2 separate regions of the Mus musculus genome follow, and region 2 is linked to region 1. The links are chromatin contacts, called in public HiChIP or PLAC-seq maps. All regions are on one chromosome and are shown on one strand. The core of a region is the stretch at or near the end of the contact, and the rest is flanking DNA. Distances in the headings are between cores, read along the strand shown. Region 1 overlaps Anp32a (acidic (leucine-rich) nuclear phosphoprotein 32 family, member A). Region 2 overlaps Coro2b (coronin, actin binding protein, 2B).

Region 1 (3,037 bases), core at 335-2,834:
GAGCCCAACACCCCAAGCCTCCCACCCTGCTCTGGAGCCGTGGAGAGCATTTAAAACAAACCCTCTGGGTTCAACCTCTACATCTTGCTTTGCCTGGTTTTCTACCCCCAACCTCCAGACATGATTTGCGCTTCCTTTACTGAACAAGAATTGGATAAATATATGTGGTTTGGTTTCAACCTTGTCAGTCCCTGACCAATTTAGGTTCCAGGTTCCAGGCTTCGAACAGAAGACTCAAATCAGATTGACCCAGTGTTTTTTGGTGCTCCTGGATTTTAACTAGGTCAGCTTTTAAATGGGCCACCCCCTGCTGCAGATCCCATTCCTAGCTAGAAGGCCACGCTGTGTGAGTCACTGAGGTTTGAGGCAGAGCTAATAAACGGACACTTGCGTTTGTTTTAACGGTAAAATCTACTTACCGACCTGTGTGGGAAGGGACACAGCTCTGGGGGGAAAGGCTGGATGTTTTGAAAGTTACCGAGATCTTACTGAACAGAGGTCAGTGTTTTCTGATCATAACCCACTGAAAGGGATACATTTTAGGAGCTGGAGAGATGGCTCAGCAGGCAAGCCACTTGCAGCTCTTGACTGAGTTTGGTACCCAGCACCAGGGTCAGAGGCTCACAATTGCCTGTAGCTCCAGCTGGGGAGGGGAGTGGATTGATTCTGCACTCTCTCTAGTCTCCCCAGGCACATGCATACGCATTAATTACACAGCCACATTAATACAAATAAAACAAAAAGCAAGCAAACAAACAAAACCTACTTTACTCAGAGCACACACAAACTGTTTGCCTGTAGGCACACTTGGTGAAAATAAACACTACACATAGAATCCCATCTATAGATTTAAAAAAAAAAAACTTAAAAGTTTCATTTATGTGTCTCTGTGAGAGAATGCCACTTGTGTAGGGGAGCCTGCAGAGGGCAATCTCTTGGAGGAATTACAGGGGGCTGTGAGGGGCCGGATCTGAGTCCAGAGAACAGAATCCAAGTCCTCTGCACGTGCCCCAAGTGCTCTTAACTGCTGAGCCATCTCTCCAGCCCTCTTATTACTTCAATTTTTAAAATGTGGCCCACAGTATGGGGTGAAGTGGGCCAGAGAGATTGATGTTCGGCAGAGGACGGGGGGGGGGGGGGGGGGCGGAAGATGGGCGGCTGGGCAGAGAACTCTGGCCCGGGTGATTAATTTTAATTTTTCTTTTCTGCCACAACACGCCTCCTGTCCTAGGTCAGAATCTGCCCCCCACCGCCATCCCCAAAAGTAAGAGAACCCACGGCCCATCCACCATCCTCCCAAGTTCCTGCAGCCTTGTGGCTGCCAGGGCTTGGGGGTTTCAACGCCTCTCAGGATCTTCCGTAGTCTTAGCCAGGGGCAAGAGCCTTCTTCGCTTTAAAAACAAACAAAACCCTCCCCGAGAATTGAAAGCCTCTCCGGGCCTCGGATTTTTGCTGCTACGTACAAAGCAGCTCTGCAGGCAGGCGGCGGGGGAGCACGTGGCGCGGGCAACGGTGATGCCATCCTCATTACTTAGAGGCAGGAGGGCGGGCCGAGGAAGATCAGGCTGGCTCATAGGTCCAGCTGGCAGGGCAGGCTGAGACTGCACCAGCCCGCCAGCCCTGCGACTCGCTCTTGTCCCTGGCTCCTCCCCACTCTTCCCCGCGCGGTCGGGTGATTTCGCCTGTGCTTTCCTTGCAGGAGTATTCGGTGCTAGGGACGCTTCCACTCACTGGAAAGGCTCGGTGCTGGCCAGGCTTGCTCAAAAGGATACCTAGCTTCTGCCCCCAGCCTTTGCGTTCCTCTTATCTTTAATTTTTAAAAAAGATTTAAAAAATGTGTTATGAGTGCTTTGCCTGCATGCCTTGTACTGTGTGCATGCTCACAGGGGACAGTTATCAGATATTTTGAAACTGGTGTTACAAACGCCAGTGAGCCACAAGTAGATTCTGGGAACCAAACCGGGGTCTTCGACAAGAGCAGCAAGCAAGCGCTGTTAACTGCTGAGGCGAACTCCTGCCCCAAGTAGCCCTCCATTTAAAGCCTCGTTCCTGCCTCCCATCTCAACCAAGCCTTCCCTGGTTGCCTGGCCCTGCCCTGGTCCCGCTCAACTTTCAAGTAACAGAAAGTTACCAAAGAAGCTGGAAACAGCCTAGAGAGCAGCTGTGGGGTCTGACTGGCTGTCCAAGGAGGAGAGTACGGTGATGAAAGAGAGATGGAGTGCGGAGAGAGAGCTTGGGAGGCCGGAGGTGATGGTCAAACGTAGCAGGCTCCATTCACTTAACAGTTCCCTTCCTGTCTTCCGGTAGGGGCTGGCATATAGTCAGCCGCAGAGCACTAGTCCAGATAGCCGAAAAGGGCCGGTTAGTCAAAAGGCACCCACACACTGCAAGATGCTTGGCTTCTGTCCCTGCTGTATCTCTGAATTTGCTGTGTGCCCTGGTAGAAGTTGCTTCCCCACTCTGGGCTTCTGCCCCATCCTCCCTCCAGCCTACACACTGGGCAGTGGGGCTGGAATAAAGAGATGAGGTCCTAAAATTCCATGTCTATGAACATCCCCTCAGCCAGGACTCCCTAAAGGAGGCACAGGGACCTTAGACGTGGAAGAGCTCAGGTTTCAGCGTGCAAAACTACAAAACTGTTCATTTTTCTAGGTAATAACTAAAACGGAGAAACGGATCAGCTAGGCTCTTTCTGCACACCACGATTATAAAAGTAGTCCCCAGCGGCCCAGGTTGTGAGGTTCCAAATGTGGGAGTGTCATCAGTCATCTCAGAGAGCAAGCACCCAATGGCACCCAAGCCCCGACTGTGGTAGGGGGAACGGGCAGAAACCACCTCCACTAACAAGACCCCACACCTCACCTCACTCACCCACAGTGTAATTCCTGATAAAAACCTACGGTGGTTGATATGTTCGCACTAAAGAGCTGCAGCACTGTCCCTGTGCAATAGAAAAGCTGGATTCAGAAGGGTTGGGCCACAGATCCAGTGATGTTACATTGTGGAGCATTATTCCTCCCCAAAACTTTTAATGGCC
Region 2 (3,037 bases), core at 339-2,838, 72 kb before region 1:
CAAAGATGCAGAAGCCAGAGTCAGAGCTACCCATGACCCTGACCCTGCAGGTGTAGGTGGGCATCATGTCTTAGCTTTGATAATAAAATTAAGAAGTGAGCAGAGCAGAGCACACTATGCCTAATCTTGACATTTGAGGAGGAAAAGGGAAACAGTTCAAGGTCATCCTTAGGTACATAGTGAGTTCAAGGGCAGTTGGGTCAAAAAAATTATAATGAAAGAAAGAAAGGAGGGGCCAGGGAGAGGTTCAGTGGCTGAGACTGCTTGCTGCTCTCATATCCCTGATTCCATGTCAGGTGGCTCACAATCATCTGTAACCCCAGCTCCAGGGGATCCAGTACCTTCTTCTGGCCTCTATAAACATCAATATGCACAGACACATACATACACACAGATACAATAATACATACATACATGTATACATACATATATAACTAAAATATAATTTTATTCTCTCATATATTATACCCTGACTATAGTTTCCCCTCCCTCCCTTCCCCTTAGGCTCTCCCCAACCCCAATATAATTATTCTTCAAAAGGAAAAAAAGAGTCACATCTAAAGTTTGACCTATTGAAAAGTTGTCTGTAATCCTTAATGTTATATAAGCATTACTCAAGTAGGTATTGCAGATCCATGGTCATTGTCTTAGTTGGGGTTTCTATTGCTGTGATGAAACACCATTACCAAAAGAAACTTGGGGAAGAAAGGATTTATTTCTATTACATTTCCATATCACAGTCCACCATCCAAGGCTGTCAGGACAGGAACTCAAACAGGTCGGGAACCTGGAGGCAGGCGCGGATGCAGAGGCCATAGAGGAATGCTGCTTACTGGTTTGCTCTTCATGGCTTGCTCAGCCTGCTTTCTTATAGAACCCAGGACCATCAGCCCAGGGATGGCACCACCTACAGTGGGCTATGTTCTCCCAACATTGATCAAGCATCCATCAAGAAAATGCACCATGGGTCAGTCTGATGGAGGCATCTTCTCAACTGTGATTCTCTCTTTCAAAATGACTCTAGCTGTGTCAAGCTGACATACAACTAGCCAACAGTCATCTTCCTGGGAGGATACAGATTTTATTTTCTTTAGTCGTCGAGGCAATTGATTTCATTTTCTTTAGTCGTCGAGGCAATTGTGTGGCACCGGTAGAGTCACCCCTCAGCTGAGAAAACATGTTCAGAAAAATCTAAAATCCTTGGCCACAGATTCACAGTGACTCAGGTCAGAGCCTGGGTTTGCAGGGAGCTTGCACAAGCTCAAGGTCAATCCTTGTTGTCTAGCTGACCTGTCCCCACTCACGCACACTCTGTTTTGGAGGCTCTATCTCCTCCTTAATGCGCCAACTTTGCCCTCACTTGTCTGCGCATGTCCGCATGTCCGCTGTCTCTCAGGAGACTGAGCTCCTGGAAGCCAAGACACGCCCCGCCCCCCGCCCCCCTCCACCCCCACTTATCTAATTGATTAAACGTGACTGAGTGTGACAAGACCCTGGCTCCGGGCTGGAAGGGGACTCTGGCACAGCTGGCTTGCTGGAGGAGAACCCTCCACGCTTCTCTCCACCCCTTCCTTCCCCAAATCCTGTTTGGCACAGTCTCAGGTTTCCTGTGTTATTGCAGTAAGCTCCCAGCACACTCCCTGGGCAGAACCACTGTGTTCCTCCCACATCCCAGATACACTTTGTTTCTAGCAAATTCCATGCATTCTAAGAGACAGGAGTTTCCTTCTGGGTGTTTTAAGCCCACTGTGAACTGCAGCTACTCTCCAGAGCCCAGAGCTTTTTTTTTTTTTTTTTTTTTTTTTTTGTCTCTGGTGCCAACTTCTTGCTGTGTCAGGCCTCGTGATTTCTTCCCTCTCAGCAATGTCAGAGATGTCTGGAACTAATGTGCAGATGAGAAAGCTGGGCCCAGGAGAGGAACTTCCAGGTATCAAATAAGAGACACCTCTCTTTGGGGTATTGATTCTCCCTGGTTCCCCAAACCCTGTTTAGGTGCTAGGATCTTACATTTAGCAATCACCACTGTCCAGCTGTATACACCTCTCTGTCTCTCTTTGTCTGTCACTCTCTGTCTGTCTCCCCCCACCCCCTGTTTCCCAGAGGCTGGACCTGGGGTCCCACTTCCCTTGTGTTCCTGTGGCACAAGACAGCTGCCACTCTAACAACTCAGTTCACATGACTTTGGACCCAGCTGGATTTAAGCCACAAGCCTCTGCAAGACCCATAGACCCCTTTACTTTCTACACCAAGAGTCAGAACCTCAGAGAGGTTAATGGCTCATCCAGTGTCACTCAGCTGGTGAGTGAGGTTTGTCCTCAATGCACATGCACACACACACACACACACACACACACACACACACACACACATACACACACACGAACATGTATGCATATGCATTCACATTATATACACAAACACATATAAATGTATATAATTTATTTCTTATATGTTTATACATGTATCATATATATTCTTATACATGTATGCACATATACATGGCATGTCTGTACATAGCAAGATGTAAAGATACAACTTGCCATCACATGAAAATAAACAAGCTATGAAACATGCATAACAGCAGCTTTTTGGAACAAAAGAAGAAAGTGTGTGTGTGTGTGTGTGTGTGTGTGTGTGTGTGTGTGTGTGTGTGTGTGTGTGTGTGTTGTACACATGTCTAATCTAAGCATTAGTCTTCTCAATTGGAGGTGAAAGGAATGTGTGTCTTCCTGGTCATCACCACACTCCACTGTTCCCACTGTTTCTAAACTAGTCCTCACTCCACAGCACTGTTAGGTGGCAGAAGGTCATGCCAGGTCCCTCTTCCTGTCACTCTTGCACACTAGCAGGTAGTGGTGGGTGGTAGGCGAGAGCTACCAAGGGACTTCCAGTGAGGAAATTTGTTCTCAAGTGGGCTGATTCCCTGAAATGGAGAATGGTGGTTTCAAGTTCTCCATGGAAAAACTTCCTTCTTATCGAGTTGATAGACAAGTTATGGGGGCTTTTGTGGGGAGGCCCTTGCTTCCATAATCCGGGG

Evidence for each region. HiChIP or PLAC-seq counts read pairs in DNA pulled down with a chosen protein or histone mark.
Region 2: an H3K4me3 HiChIP or PLAC-seq map of bone marrow-derived macrophages shows a contact between it and region 1, with 2.0 times the contacts expected there. The contact joins two enhancer-like sites. A contact is called at or near these places in 4 of 484 Hi-C or Micro-C datasets (muscle stem cells, nephron progenitors, pre-megakaryocyte-erythroid progenitors and 1 more), 2 of 115 datasets of contacts at active chromatin or transcription factors (bone marrow-derived macrophages and memory CD8 T cells) and 3 of 9 other capture datasets (adipose tissue, liver and pancreatic islet).

The regions. Positions count from the first base shown.
Region 1 is chr9:62,362,353-62,365,389 of GRCm38.p6, reverse strand. The region is part of intron 1 of Anp32a (acidic (leucine-rich) nuclear phosphoprotein 32 family, member A); the gene reads right to left. Among named protein-coding and RNA genes, the nearest start is that of Gm40522, 17 kb to the left of the region's middle. Within about 2 kb of position 1,584, at least 328 of the 459 cell types and tissues checked have an H3K27ac peak or open chromatin away from gene starts, as enhancers often do. A contact at or near this core is called in adipose tissue, bone marrow-derived macrophages and pancreatic islet, where this site is marked.
Region 2 is chr9:62,434,547-62,437,583 of GRCm38.p6, reverse strand. All of the region lies in intron 3 of Coro2b (coronin, actin binding protein, 2B), which reads left to right. Among named protein-coding and RNA genes, the nearest start is that of Gm40523, 20 kb to the right of the region's middle. Within about 2 kb of position 1,588, at least 132 of the 459 cell types and tissues checked have an H3K27ac peak or open chromatin away from gene starts, as enhancers often do. A contact at or near this core is called in adipose tissue, bone marrow-derived macrophages and pancreatic islet, where this site is marked.